2 separate regions of the Danio rerio genome follow, and region 1 is linked to region 2. Evidence: chromatin contacts called from public Hi-C data. All regions are on one chromosome and are shown on one strand. Each heading gives the region's core, a stretch centred on a gene start, on an enhancer-like site or on the middle of the called end of the contact. The rest is flanking DNA. Distances are from core to core; before and after follow the strand shown. Region 1 holds the start of fibcd1a (fibrinogen C domain containing 1a). Region 2 overlaps dab2ipa (DAB2 interacting protein a).

The links. Hi-C and Micro-C count contacts between places; a contact is called where the count stands out from the background.
Region 1: a contact with region 2 is called in a Hi-C map of embryo, with 4 times the contacts expected there. The contact joins the promoter of fibcd1a here to the enhancer-like site in region 2. A contact is called at or near these places in 3 of 18 Hi-C or Micro-C datasets (caudal fin, embryo and hematopoietic stem cells).

Annotation. Positions count from the first base shown.
Region 1 is chr8:14,414,324-14,420,886 of GRCz12tu, reverse strand. fibcd1a (fibrinogen C domain containing 1a) reads left to right here and starts at 5,105. Exons shown (of 10, transcript XM_073910115.1): 1 at 5,105-5,181.
Region 2 is chr8:13,724,758-13,731,251 of GRCz12tu, reverse strand. dab2ipa (DAB2 interacting protein a) reads left to right here. Exons shown (of 18, transcript XM_017357419.4): 14 at 3,227-4,118. Among named protein-coding and RNA genes, the nearest start is that of endog, 32 kb to the right of the region's middle. Within about 2 kb of position 3,486, at least 3 of the 62 cell types and tissues checked have an H3K27ac peak or open chromatin away from gene starts, as enhancers often do.

The DNA.
Region 1 (6,563 bases), core at 3,856-6,355, 690 kb before region 2:
ACATGCAAACTCCACACAGAAATGCCAACTGACTCAGCCAAGGCTCGAACCAGCGACCTTTTTGGTGTGAGGCAACAGTGTTAACCACTGAGCCACCTTATTGCCCAATTAATTAACAATGAATTAATACTTTGTGTTTTATGTTTGTTTTATATTTTAACTTAGCAATGCTGCTATTATTATTTCACAAATTTATTGAATATATTTATTCAGCCTACTAATATTTAAATATTATATATACTTTTTCCTTCACAAATATGTAGTATATATATATGTATTTTACTTAATACCTAAGTACCTTATATACATATATATATTTTTACATATTTAAGATATCTTCGTTTTCTAATATTTATTTTTAAACAAAATATTTTGACAAAAAAAATCATTAAATTTTTCAAGACAATCTGGTCAACTTATTTCCACTTGGAGAGTACATTTTTAGCACCTTTATTATAAATACATTTTATAGGTATTGAATTTTTAACAGGTGACACGGTGGCTTAGTTGTTAGCACTTACATCTCACTGAAAGAAGGTCGCTGATTCAAGTCTCGCTAGGTCAGTTGGCATTTCTTTGTGGAGTTTGCATGTTCTCCTCGTGTTGTCGTGGGTTTCCTCCGGGTCCTCCACTTTCCCCCACAGTCCAAAAACATGCGGTGTAAGTGAATTAGAGAAACTAAACTGACCATAGTGTGTGTGTGTATGAGTGCTTCCAATACTGGGTTGGGACTGGAAGTGCATTTGCTGCATAAAACATATGTTGGCGGTTCATTCCGCTGTGGCTACCCCTGATAAATAAGGGACTATAAGAAAGGAAAATTAATATATTTTTTAGAAGAAACAGCAATTAACTTGTGAATCTCATCTGATGATGATGATGAAACAGCTTTGTAGGCCTTTCTTCATTTTAGCATGTAAAACTGAGCCGTGTGTCATGATCGGCTTTCTGGAGAATCCATGACACAAATAAATGCAATTTAAGGGTGCTGGAGTGACACTCCTGCTTATTCAGCTTCATTCACCTACGTAAAACCAAAACTTCAAGGATGTATGGTATTGTGATCCTTTCATATATATATATATCATTTCATATATTTTAAGCACAAGAAGCTCTACTCCACAGCATTTATGTTCGAAAAACATTTAAAAAATATATAATTTACAGATACATTTAAAATGTTTGGGACCAGATTTTTTAAGGGATAGTTTACCCAAAATACCTTCAAGTAGTTCCAAACCTTGAGTTTTTTTTTTTTTTTTTACAGCTAAACACATAACAAGATATCTTAAAGAATGCTTCAAATCTGTAGCCATCGACATGTACGGTATTTGTTTATTTTGTCCTACTATATTCAATTCAATTAATCTTTATTTGTATAGCGCTTTTACAATGTAGATTGTGTCAAAGCAGCTTCACATAAATGGTCATAGTAACTGGAACAGTGTGGTTCAGTAACTGGAACAGTGTAGTTCAGTTTTTAGTGTTTAAGTTCAGTTTAGTTCAGTTTAGCTCAGTTCAGTGTGATTTAATCATTACTGAGAGTTCAAACACTGAAGAGCAAATTCATCGATGCGTAGCTCTACCAATCCTGAACCATGCGAGCCAGTGGCGACAGCGGAGAGGGAAAAAAAACTTCACCTGATGGGAGTGAAGAAAAAAAAACCTTGAGAGAACCAGACTCAGTTCGGCACGACCATTTTAATTTCTGCGCTGGCCAAAAGTCTTGTGCAGAGCTTCAGTCACCGCGGTGGGCTGGAAGATGGCCTCAGCGAAGACTCGTATGTCCCTGGAGCGTCGCTGAATCAGTCTCATGTTCTCCACTTCCCATGACCATCAGTGCAGCAGCAGCTCAGGATATGGCCTGGTCCCGGATATGGAAACCTTGGGATCATCTCGTCGCTGGTCTTGGATCCAATCAGTGACTCTGCATAATCTGAGGACCTCGGGATGAGTATCCCCAGGTGAAAATAGAGAATAAAGAGAATAATTAGCGTAGCTGCTGTTCATAGTGTATATAAGCAAGATGCAGAAGCCTGTTTGGAACCCACTAGGTGATGGATTGAGTGTATGCTTTACTAAACAGATGGGTCTTTAATCTAGTTTTGAACTGGGAGAGTGTGTCTGAGCCTCGGACGTTATCAGGAAGGCTATTCCAGAGTGTAGGAGCCATGAAAGAGAAGGCTCGACCTCATTTACTCGAATTTGCTATTCTAGGTACTACCAGAAGTTCTGAGTTTTGAGATCTTAAAGAGCGAGTTGGATTGTAGCGAGACAGAAGGTTGGTTAGATAAACAGGAGCTCGATTATTTAGAGCTTTATAGGTGAGAAGTAATATTTTAAATTCAATACGAAACTTAACAGGCAGCCAGTGTAAGGAGGATAAAATTGGGGTGATATGATCATATACTATAATATACTATAGAAGTCAATGGCTACCAGTTTCTAACATTCTTCAAAAAATCTTTCTTTTGTAAAGCAGAAAAAGAGGAAACCACAAAAATGTATAAAAATAAAATAGTTTGAAACCATTTAAGATTGAGTAAATGATTTATTTTGTCTCTGTTTGATATGCTTTCTTTAATATTCTTCCTTAATGTTTCCCTAATCCCATGTTGTTTTATATAAACACTGGGATAGGAACTGAGACTTGCACACAAGCTGTCTTTTGGGACAGTATGGCCGTCAACCCAGTCAGACTTAGTTCAGCCACAGCTAAACCTCTCCATGAGAACCACAAAATTGCTCTGGCAGCAAAGTCCAATTGCTATCAGATTAAAGTCTTGACTGATCTTAGACAGAGAAACATCCATAAAGTCCATCCAAAGATGACGGTGAGAAGAAAGAAGCTGAAGTTATGTGTTTGTTAGCCTACCATTTAATAAATTAGACAGTTATAAAGGTAATAAGATAAATTTATACACAAAATTCTGAATAACTCATAAACTGTTGGTTTAGTTTAGGTCACATACAATAATATTAATTGCATTTATTATTCTTAAGACTAGGCTCTGCAGGTAATATTCCTGTTTACAATTAATTTGCTAAAGCTTTCGTCATGATGTAATATCATGATATTAAACTAAGCTAAAAAAAGATTCAATTCAATAATAACCAAAAATTACTTGGTTTATTTCTTTCTTGTATAGGTTGATCATGTTCAGAGTAAACGTTTCAACCAAATTAAATTAAACAGTTTAAACTTTACGATAGTTTCCATTAGTAAACATTAGTGCATTTAAAACAGCATTGTGATATAGCCTCATTAAAGTTATGTTATAAACTGATTTTTTTTTTTATTACTATTTGCTTTTCTGGTCATTTTTGGGTTGGCAGTAGATGCTAACCTTTCAGTAATGGTCCAAAAGAGTCCAACTGCAGACTCGGTGCAGTGCAATCTGAGCTGCATCCAATGATTTTTAATGAGCTCACCTAACCCCACCCCTAACCCTACCCATCACAGTGATGTCACTCGCTTCATTGAGTGCATTGAGTCTGACATTGCATCGCTGAGTGATGCAATCTCAGCTTGCATCATAAAGGCTGCATCCAGTTACTATTTGTCCAAAAGGCTTTAGCTTTTACTACTTTCCAGGCAAGACATCTAATCCTTTTAAAGTGGAATCACGTCTCTCCACCTTATTTTTACGCATGGATGAAAGAAGTGTTTACTTGCATTAAATTGGAAAAGATTAGACTATTACTGGACAGCATGGTGGTGCAGTGGGTAGTACAATTGCCTTACAGCAAGAAGGTCGCTGGTTCGAGTCCCGGCTGGGTCAGTTGGCATTTTTGTGTGGAGTTTGCATGTTCTCCCTGTGTTGGCGTAGGTTTCCTCCGGGTCCTCCGGTTTCCCCCACAGTCCAAAGACATGGTATAGGTGAATTGGGTAAGCTAAATTGTCTGTAGTATATGAGTGTGAATGAATGTGTATGGATGTTTCCCAGTGATGGGTTGCACCTGGAAGGCCATCCCCTGCGTAAAACATATGCTGGATAAGTTGGCGGTTCATTCTGCTGTGGCGACCCTTGATTAATAAAGGGACTAAGCCGAAAAGAAAGAAAGAAATAGACTATCACTTACTGGTTCTTTAAAGACCTTTGACAAGGTGTGGCGCCCCTTTTTAGATTATCTGCTGGATAACTCTAACTTGATTCTTTTACTGAGCCATAACATATGAACATTTATTATTCAGTTTTTTTCTTTTGCTTTTTAATTTAAATTATTTTTTTAAATTATTAATTAAGTTTTAGTTTTTCAATGGGAAGATATAGGGAGGGTAGTGTTTATTCGGGGTAGTGTTAGCAACGACAAGGAAGGATAATTAGAAAATGAATGTTGTAATTGACATTTCATGTGAAAACTTCAAAAACTGAAATAAAAAATACTTAACTGAACTGAATTTTAATTTGTTATTAACTTCATTGAATAAAACAATTATGACTTTTGAGTGCGATCATCTACATATTATCTAGCATTAATAAATTCTTTTGCAGTTTTCATTACATTGACTTTAGCTAAAATAACTGTTGTTAACAAATGGAACTGAACTGTACATGAGTTCATGAACAAAAGGCTTATAAAAAGTCACAGAATTTGCAACGTGAAGCCAGATTAATTTCCAAGTATTTACACAAAATTAAGTATTAATTCATATGCTGTTATAAAGAACAATCTGAATATTTCTAATAGGCAGTCTAAACGTTTGATTGATAAATAATGTCATAGCGTAATCTTTCTTCCAATCAAAATGAATTGTTCACCCAAAAATTTAGGATATGCTGCTAAATTACTCACCCTCAAGCATTTAAGATGCAGGTGATTCTTTATTTTATAGATTGTAGATTTTTAGATTAAATCGTCTATAGGTCTACTTGGTGATTTATAAAATGCAAGTCAACAGCTATCAGCATCAAAGGCTAATGTTATACCACGAAATTAATACCTCAATCCTTACTAAAACACTGAAGTCTAAAGAAGTAAAATGATTGGCTTATTCATCGTATTTACAACAATATTACTTAATTTTTTAATACATTTTTAAATAAACGACCCTAATGTGCTTCTTCTTAGGATCAACAGAGGGCGCCACTTTTTTTAGTTTTTCGCCACTAATTACTAAGTTTTGGGAAGACAGCTGGAAATGCAGTAAAGTAAGCAACCACGACATCATTTTATAAGGTAAGATGTCGTTAACAACTTCCCAATGTACATTTATTCACTAGTCAAAACAAACATATTAGCAATTGCTTGGACCTCTTACCTAAACTGCCATGATTTTGATGAAAATCGTACCTGCTAATAGGAGGAAGTCACGCCATGTTTTAGAGCTCATATCTCGGTGTTTTTTTGTGTTGTTTCTAGGGTGTTTACTAACTTATTAGAGTGAGTGTTCTGTGTGGTTGCTACTTGCCAGGCGACTATTATTTTAGCTTGGATGTTATTAGACTATGGGGTTGTTATTATATTTTGTATGTTGCTGCATAAGCAGTTGCTGTGTTGTTTTGGATAGATACTGTTACTATAGTACTAGTACATATTATATTATGATAGTGTATTTATACTGTATTTACTGTATTTTAAAAATACTACAAAGTCATTTTAAAAGGTAGCATGACATTTCTTTGCAAACTTTCCATCAATAGGTCTATTAGATCAATTCCTTCATCATTAAACTGACTTAGTGAAGTAAACAGTTTAATAACAAATTTTCTTCCCACTTAATTCGTTCAGTTTTCTGTTCTGATCTGAAGTTTATAGGCAAATAGCTGAGAAAGCACCAGTCAGAGGCCTCAATTTTAAGATGTCATAATGTACTGTAGACTTTTTATTACAATATTTTACAGTATTTTGAAAATACAAAAATATGAGACACTTAAGTATTTTGATACTTCATATCAAGACATTTTCTTCAACCCTATCAAATACAAATGACAAAATACTATTTTGTATTTGAAACACTTGTATTATAAATACTGCCCATCCCTGATCACATTGATATTATAATTTGCTGTGAATATGTATTTTAGTTGATTTTGCAGTTTTTCAGTTTCAGTTTCCTTTATTTTGTCATTCAAAATGTCACAGTAGATTTTACGTTACACCACCGCCCATGAAGAACATAAAAAAGCATCAGAAAACAATAAAAAACCTAATATAATAAATACACTTTTGTAATTATATGAATATGTAAATCAATTCAATTCAATTCCTCTTTATTTCTATATCGCTTTTACAATGTAGTGTAAAAGCAGCTTGACATAGAAGTTCTAAATTGAAACTGTCTCAATCCAGTTTTCAGAGGTGAATTTCAGTTTATATATATACTATATGTAAAGTTCTTTCGCCTAAACTTGACATTGAGCATAGCCTATATATATTTGAAGGTGTCTATTATGCATCTTATTATGCTACTAAACTCTATATCTTAGTAGTTCTTAGTTGTTCAGTTTTTTTAGTGTCATCTTTTGTGTTATAGCTAATTTTGAATCTGTGTGTTCCTGTTTGGTTTGACAGCTAAAGAATCACAGTGATGTTTGGAGCAGTCAGTGTTTACTTGAGGA
Region 2 (6,494 bases), core at 2,237-4,736:
TTGTGGAATAGGGTAAAATTGAAGACGAGAAAATGTGTCCTGACTCATATAAAAATCCCTGCTCCTCCAATGATCACTTTCAGGGAAGATTACTTGCATCTGGTAATGACTGCACATGTTTTAATAAGTACTCTCAGATCTCTTTATACATATATTATTCTCTTACACTGGGATTGTAGAGTTTTATTACATAGTTTTAAATCAAAAGACATTTTTTTGTCAGTGTTCAGACAGCTATCATATCAGCACACATTCATTAGCCATGAAAATTAGCTAGATCAGATGTGTCATGGGCTGCATAGGAATTGTACTCTCTCTTGCAATGTAGGTATTTATTTTGAATAAGCAATTGCTTAGGACTTCTAAAATGTTGCTTATATTTTTAATGTTTGTAAAAAAATGTATGTACTGTGCATTTCTCATGTTGCTAAGTGTCCTAACATCAGTTGCATTGCTTTATTGTCATTCTTAAATCATTTACTGGGGTCTCTTGAGATAGAGAAAACTCCCTGGAAGTAATAGGTCAAGGGTTGTTTTTGACTATACTTTTAATATAATTATAATACTTAATACTATAATTATAACACTTATTTGTCAAATATTCTGTATAGTAAAGTATAGACATTTATGCTGCTATTCAGTAATTTAATATATTGTGATAAAGAAAATAATGTGGCACTTAACAGTGCTGTGAATAATAGTTATTTATTATTTAAACGTTTAGAGTTCCCTTTTAGGAATATTCTGACGGTTTTATTAGTGGTGGTTCATTAATGCTTGAAGACTTAAAAGGAGATATGTATATATGTATATGTATATATTTGTGAGTGTGTTTGTGTGTGTGTGTTTGTGTGTGTGTGTGTGTGTGTGTGTGTGTGTGTGTGTGTGTGTGTGTGTGTGTGTGTGTGTGTGTGTGTGTGTGTGTGTGTGTGTGTGTGTATATATATATACAGTGTATTTGTTAACTATCATAAGGCTCCATTTGTTAACATCAGTTAATTTAACTAAAGTCGATGTAAGAACAGGGTGACACAGTGGTGCAATAGATAGTGCTGTAGCCTCACAGCAAGAAGGTTAGTGGTTCAAGCCTCGGCTGGGTCAGTTGGCATTTCTGTGTGGACTTTGCATGTTCTCCCTGCGTTTGTGTAGGTTTCCTCCGGGTGCTCCAGTTTCCCCAACAGTCCAAATACATGCGGTATAGGGGATTTGGGTAGGCTTAATTGTCCATAGTGTATGAGTGTGAATGAATTCAATAAATTTTTTTACTTAACTTTAACATAACTATAATATGCCTATTTCACACTGTGAAATTTAATGCATTAAAGTTTTCTAATGAGACTTTGGGCATACTCTCACTATGTACAGTTGCCTTGAACCGTGCCGAAGCGCAGTTGTCCCCTCTTTCCCAACGGCTTGCACTCACATTGCATCCGAGACAGAGTACGCTTTTGTCATCGATGGTGCGCTGTTCAGTTGAACAGAGAGAAGCGCTCTCACTCAACACAGTGGATGTGCTTTAGTTATATAGTTTTGTATTATTTTTAGTCGTTACGGATGCAGTGACACACAATCAAATATTTTGCAGAACAGATCCACAACTTTTGCATTCATAAGTTATCATAAAAGCCCTCACACTGCAGATATTAGGAGGTTTGCTGTCGTGCAGTGAGGGGTTTGCGCCTGTAATAAACTATGACAGTTCACGTTCATTGAAAAGTAAGAATGATTAATAAACTCATCTGAAACAGTCCCTTAAAAGTGACGTTGCGTCTTCAGTTTCGGGCTTAGGCACGATTTGCGCTCACACTAAAAGCGTACCACGCCAAAGCCTAACCTCTGGCACACCTCTTCCTACCGGGCCAGGGCCGGCCAACTGAACCGCACCTGGGCCCGATTTGGAGCACTCATACTTGTCAAACAAACCAGGAAACGCACCTGGTCATGGTTTGGATAGCATAGTGTGAGTGCACCCTTAATTGCATATACATGTTCAGAATAAATAAATAAATAAATAAATAAATAAATAAATAAATAAATAAATAAATAAATAAATAAATAAATATTCAATATATTACAAAATAGGTAACACTTTAAAGCAGGGGTGTCCAAACCGGCCAAAAACCAACCTTGATTGAGGGCTATGAGCCATATATATATATATATATATATATATATATATATATATATATATATATATATATATATATATATATATATATATGTGTGTATGTATGTATGTATATATATATATATATATATATATATATGTGTGTATGTATGTATGTATATATATATATATATATATATATATATATATATATATATATATATATATATATATATATATATATATATATATATATATATATATATTACATTAAGTTTGCCAAGGGTAATTTCCTAATTTATTAGCTAATATTAAAAATTACCAGAAAAGTAGAAAAAAATAAAAAATAAACAATCACATTTATAACACAATGCAATTCAATGTTTAATATAGTCGAGCTGCTCTTGGCTTTGCCTTGATTTGCTCGCAGATGTCTTGTGCATTGTCCTCTATTTGACAAGTGACAGTATTCACATTTTAAAAGTCTGATTCATTTATAACATTTATTTGAAACATTTCATTTCAGTTGGCTTTTTATTGTTTTATTGTTCAGTCACAAAACAAACAAACAAAAATTTACGTTGAATTTGTCAACGTTAATCTTACAATCTCTGTCAAACCACCTTCCATTCCACATTCCCATCCCTGCTCCCACTCTTTTCTGATGGGAGGGTGGGCCAAATCAAAGGTTACCATGGGCCAACTTTAGGCATCTCTGCTTTAAAGTAAAACAGTAGGTATTTTAGGTTATTCTGCCTGTTAAAGTAATCTTTTTTGCAGCTCAATATATTGATGATACCATGTATCATGACAAAAGTTTAAGCAATTAATCACAGCAAGAAATTTTGAGAGAAGCCTAGTAAGCAAGTGCAATATGTGATTTCTGACCTAGCAGCCCTGCAGAGTTTAGCTCCTACCAAACTGAAACAAATCCTAAACCACGTGACCAAGGTCTTTAGACACAACAGAAACTTGTAGATAATTTGATTGGAGCAGAACTCTGCAGGGCATTGACCTTCCAGGAGAATAATTGGACACCCCTGAGCTAGATAATGAGTTTAATTTGAATAATAAAAAAACAGCTGTGATCTTCATTTTGTCCTGTCATCTTTTGGACAGGCTGGTGGATTTCACTCGACTGCCCTCGCCGACCCCCGAAAACAAGGACCTGTTCTTTGTCACAAGGAATTCTGTGATTCAGCCGTCACCCGCCCGCAGCTCCAGTTACTCCGAGGCCAACGAGCCAGATGTTCAGATCCCCAACGGTAGCAAGAGCTTGTCAATGGTGGACCTGCAGGACAGCCGTTCTCTAGAGAGCGCTGCCAACACCTCCTTCAGTGACCCCATCAACGACAGCCAGGCGTCTGCTGGCCAGAGCGCAGGAATGTGGACCACCCGCACCATAAAGGGCAACACGCCCAGTGGTCCAACCCTGAGGAGAGCAGGTCAGACCCCCACCACCCCGAGCACAGAGTCTGCCCCAGGAAGGTCCCAGCTGCTTGCCCCGCTCTCCTTCCAGAACCCTGTGTACCAGATGGCCGCCGGATTGCCTGTGTCACCCCGTGCAGTGGCCGATTCAGGATCTGAATGCCAGAGTTCCATCAGCAGCAATGCAGAGGAAGCAGCTACCGCGGGGCCAAAGCACCCGTTTATAAGCCAGTCCAGCACAGGGGCGAGCGGCGGAGGGGGCAGTAGTGGGGATGAATTTATTCAACGTCCTGGAGAGTTTACACGTCGACAGCTGTCACTTACAGAGACCCAACACCAGACCAATGTACCGCGGCAGAACAGTGCTGGCCCGCAGCGCCGGATAGACCAACCACCTCCAGCCATTACAAGAGGCCGCACTCCACCAAACATGCTCAACACTGCTCCCTATCCACGGCCCTCCAGTGGAAGTATGATGTCATCGTCTCCTGACTGGCCCAGCAGCGGCACTAGACTGAGGCAACAGTCTTCGTCCTCCAAAGGGGACAGTCCAGAGTCCAAGCAGCGCACACTACACAAACAAGTGAGTCCATTTGAACACTATTTCTCTAGTTTTCATAAATGTGTCTATTTCATTTCATTATTTAAAACTGAAGCCATAATGTTCCAAGTATGGTTGCTGTGACCTTGTGCAATGATGTCACTAGAAACGATACCAATTAGATAGGGTTCTTGTTTACTAGTTAGCCCAATCAAGTAGGTATGACTGCAGCCTCCTGCAGACCTCTAGGTGGGAGGGACTTATGCTGCAGTTAGGCTGGGTTTAGGGGTGGTGTAGGTACTGTATAAACATTAATAAAACATAACAGGTCACTGTTAGATTGGGTCTAGGGTTGGGTTTAGGGTTAGGGTAGGTGTAGACATTCATAAAACACAGTAGGTTGGACTCCATGTTATGTACAAGATAAATGAAAACTCCAGGAGGTGTGTTCAGCCCCCTTGGAGCTTAAGTCCCACCCACTTTGAGCTGACCAAACCATTTGAACCTGGCTCTGACCTCCATTTATACCCTTCTCGGCCTAATTGCAAATACACATGTGACAATTAACTAAAAGCAAACGTGTTAGAAAAATAAACACTTTACACTTAAATGTTCTGTATAAGTTTTTGACAATTCTAAAGCATAAAATACCATAATATGTTTGCAAATATTTAAGAAACATGCCACTTGAACAATCTTGGTTATCTGAAAAACAATGCTGAAGTCAGATTTTCTGCTTTGAAAATGTGTTACGTGCCAGAATATCTGTCTTTGTTTTGGTTTTAACACATTTAACATAAGTAAAAGCACATGAGGTTTACCTGAGGTAAGCATTGCCAGTTTGCTGTTATTCAGCTGCAAGCCATTTCTAATATATTAATTTAAGGTGTTGGTTAGAACAAAAACTCTATCGTGTGCTGTTACTTTTATATAGAACATGACTTAAATCAGCCTTTAGGCTCGATTGTCAGACTCGCTTCTGGTGGTCCTCAATCTGACAACCAATGTTTTTTTTAATCCAGGAATGTAATGTAAGTTCAACCGCTGGGTGTCAAACTTACATAATACACATATAAACGTACTTCAGCATGTGAATTAAAATAAGTACTACCTAAAATTATCTAAATCGTTTATGGAAAAAGCTCATTTGAAAATGTATTTGTTACATTTGTACAATTTTTTTATGATATGTGCTGCAGCCACCCACCAGGAAGCAATACAAATGTTTTGGCTTTATTTGGTATGGTTTATATCTTGATGAAAAGATCATGTCATATTTAATATGATATTTAATCATGTCATATTCATGTCAATTATGTCAATTTAATTGTACTCATCAGAAATATAATTTTAGTGCAAATTTAAATCATCAACATTTAGTTTACCAAAACCCTTGTTGTTGATTTATGCAGATGTTGTGTTTCACTCACTTTATTCAGTCCCTATGTACCCAAATGATTTTAATTTGTATAAAACCAAATATTGTCTAAGAACTTAAAACAACTGGTAGCCATAATTGGATGGTGTTTTCAGTCATTTTGACTACACTTGTCATTTCTACACTATTTTGAGAAGCTTTTTAGAAAACAAGTATGTGTATAATCAAGAATTTGTTCCCTCATTTTAGTAGTTACTTGTGTTAGCCAGTACTCATTTTTGGGTATTTACACCTACCTAACTTTAAATAGTAAAAGTCCTTGACCCCAGTGAGCTACAAACAAAAATTAAATATCATTGGAAAGAAGACACTTTGAATCCATCTAGAAAGTTTCATGCTAAAAAAATATGAAAAGTTATATATTATGAAGTAATGAGAAAGAAAAATTGTAGTGTTTTTAATATTTGTTTTTTCATAAACAAACAAAGCCTAGTCTCTCATAAGTTTATATTTCAAATTTAATAAAGATAGCATGCAAAATAAGATTTCTGTAAAAGGTTTTCTGAGACTATATCGGTGTCCTACTTGTCCTCACCGCCAGAGGCATTTTAAAAATTACCTTCCCAATATAAAACAGTAACAGTTGCTGAGTAATTTGGTCTACCTTCACAGTTCATATATCTTTGGAAAGAAGACACGTTAGGCTTTATTATTCCAGCATCTAGATTTTATAATGTTCAAAACAAAAACAAAAAAAACCTATAGATTCTTAAGTAGTGTAAAAAACTTGCACAACTTATCCAGCAAGTTTTTACGCAGCAGATGCCCTTCCAGCTGCAACCCATCTCTGGTAAACATCCACACACACATTCACACACACACTCATACACTACGGACAATTTAGCCAACCCAATTCATCTGTACCGCATGTCTTTGGACTGTGGGGGAAACCGGAGCACCCTGAGGAAACCCACGCGAACGCAGGGAGAACATGCAAATTCCACACAGAAACACCAACGAAGCCGAGGCTCGACCCAGCG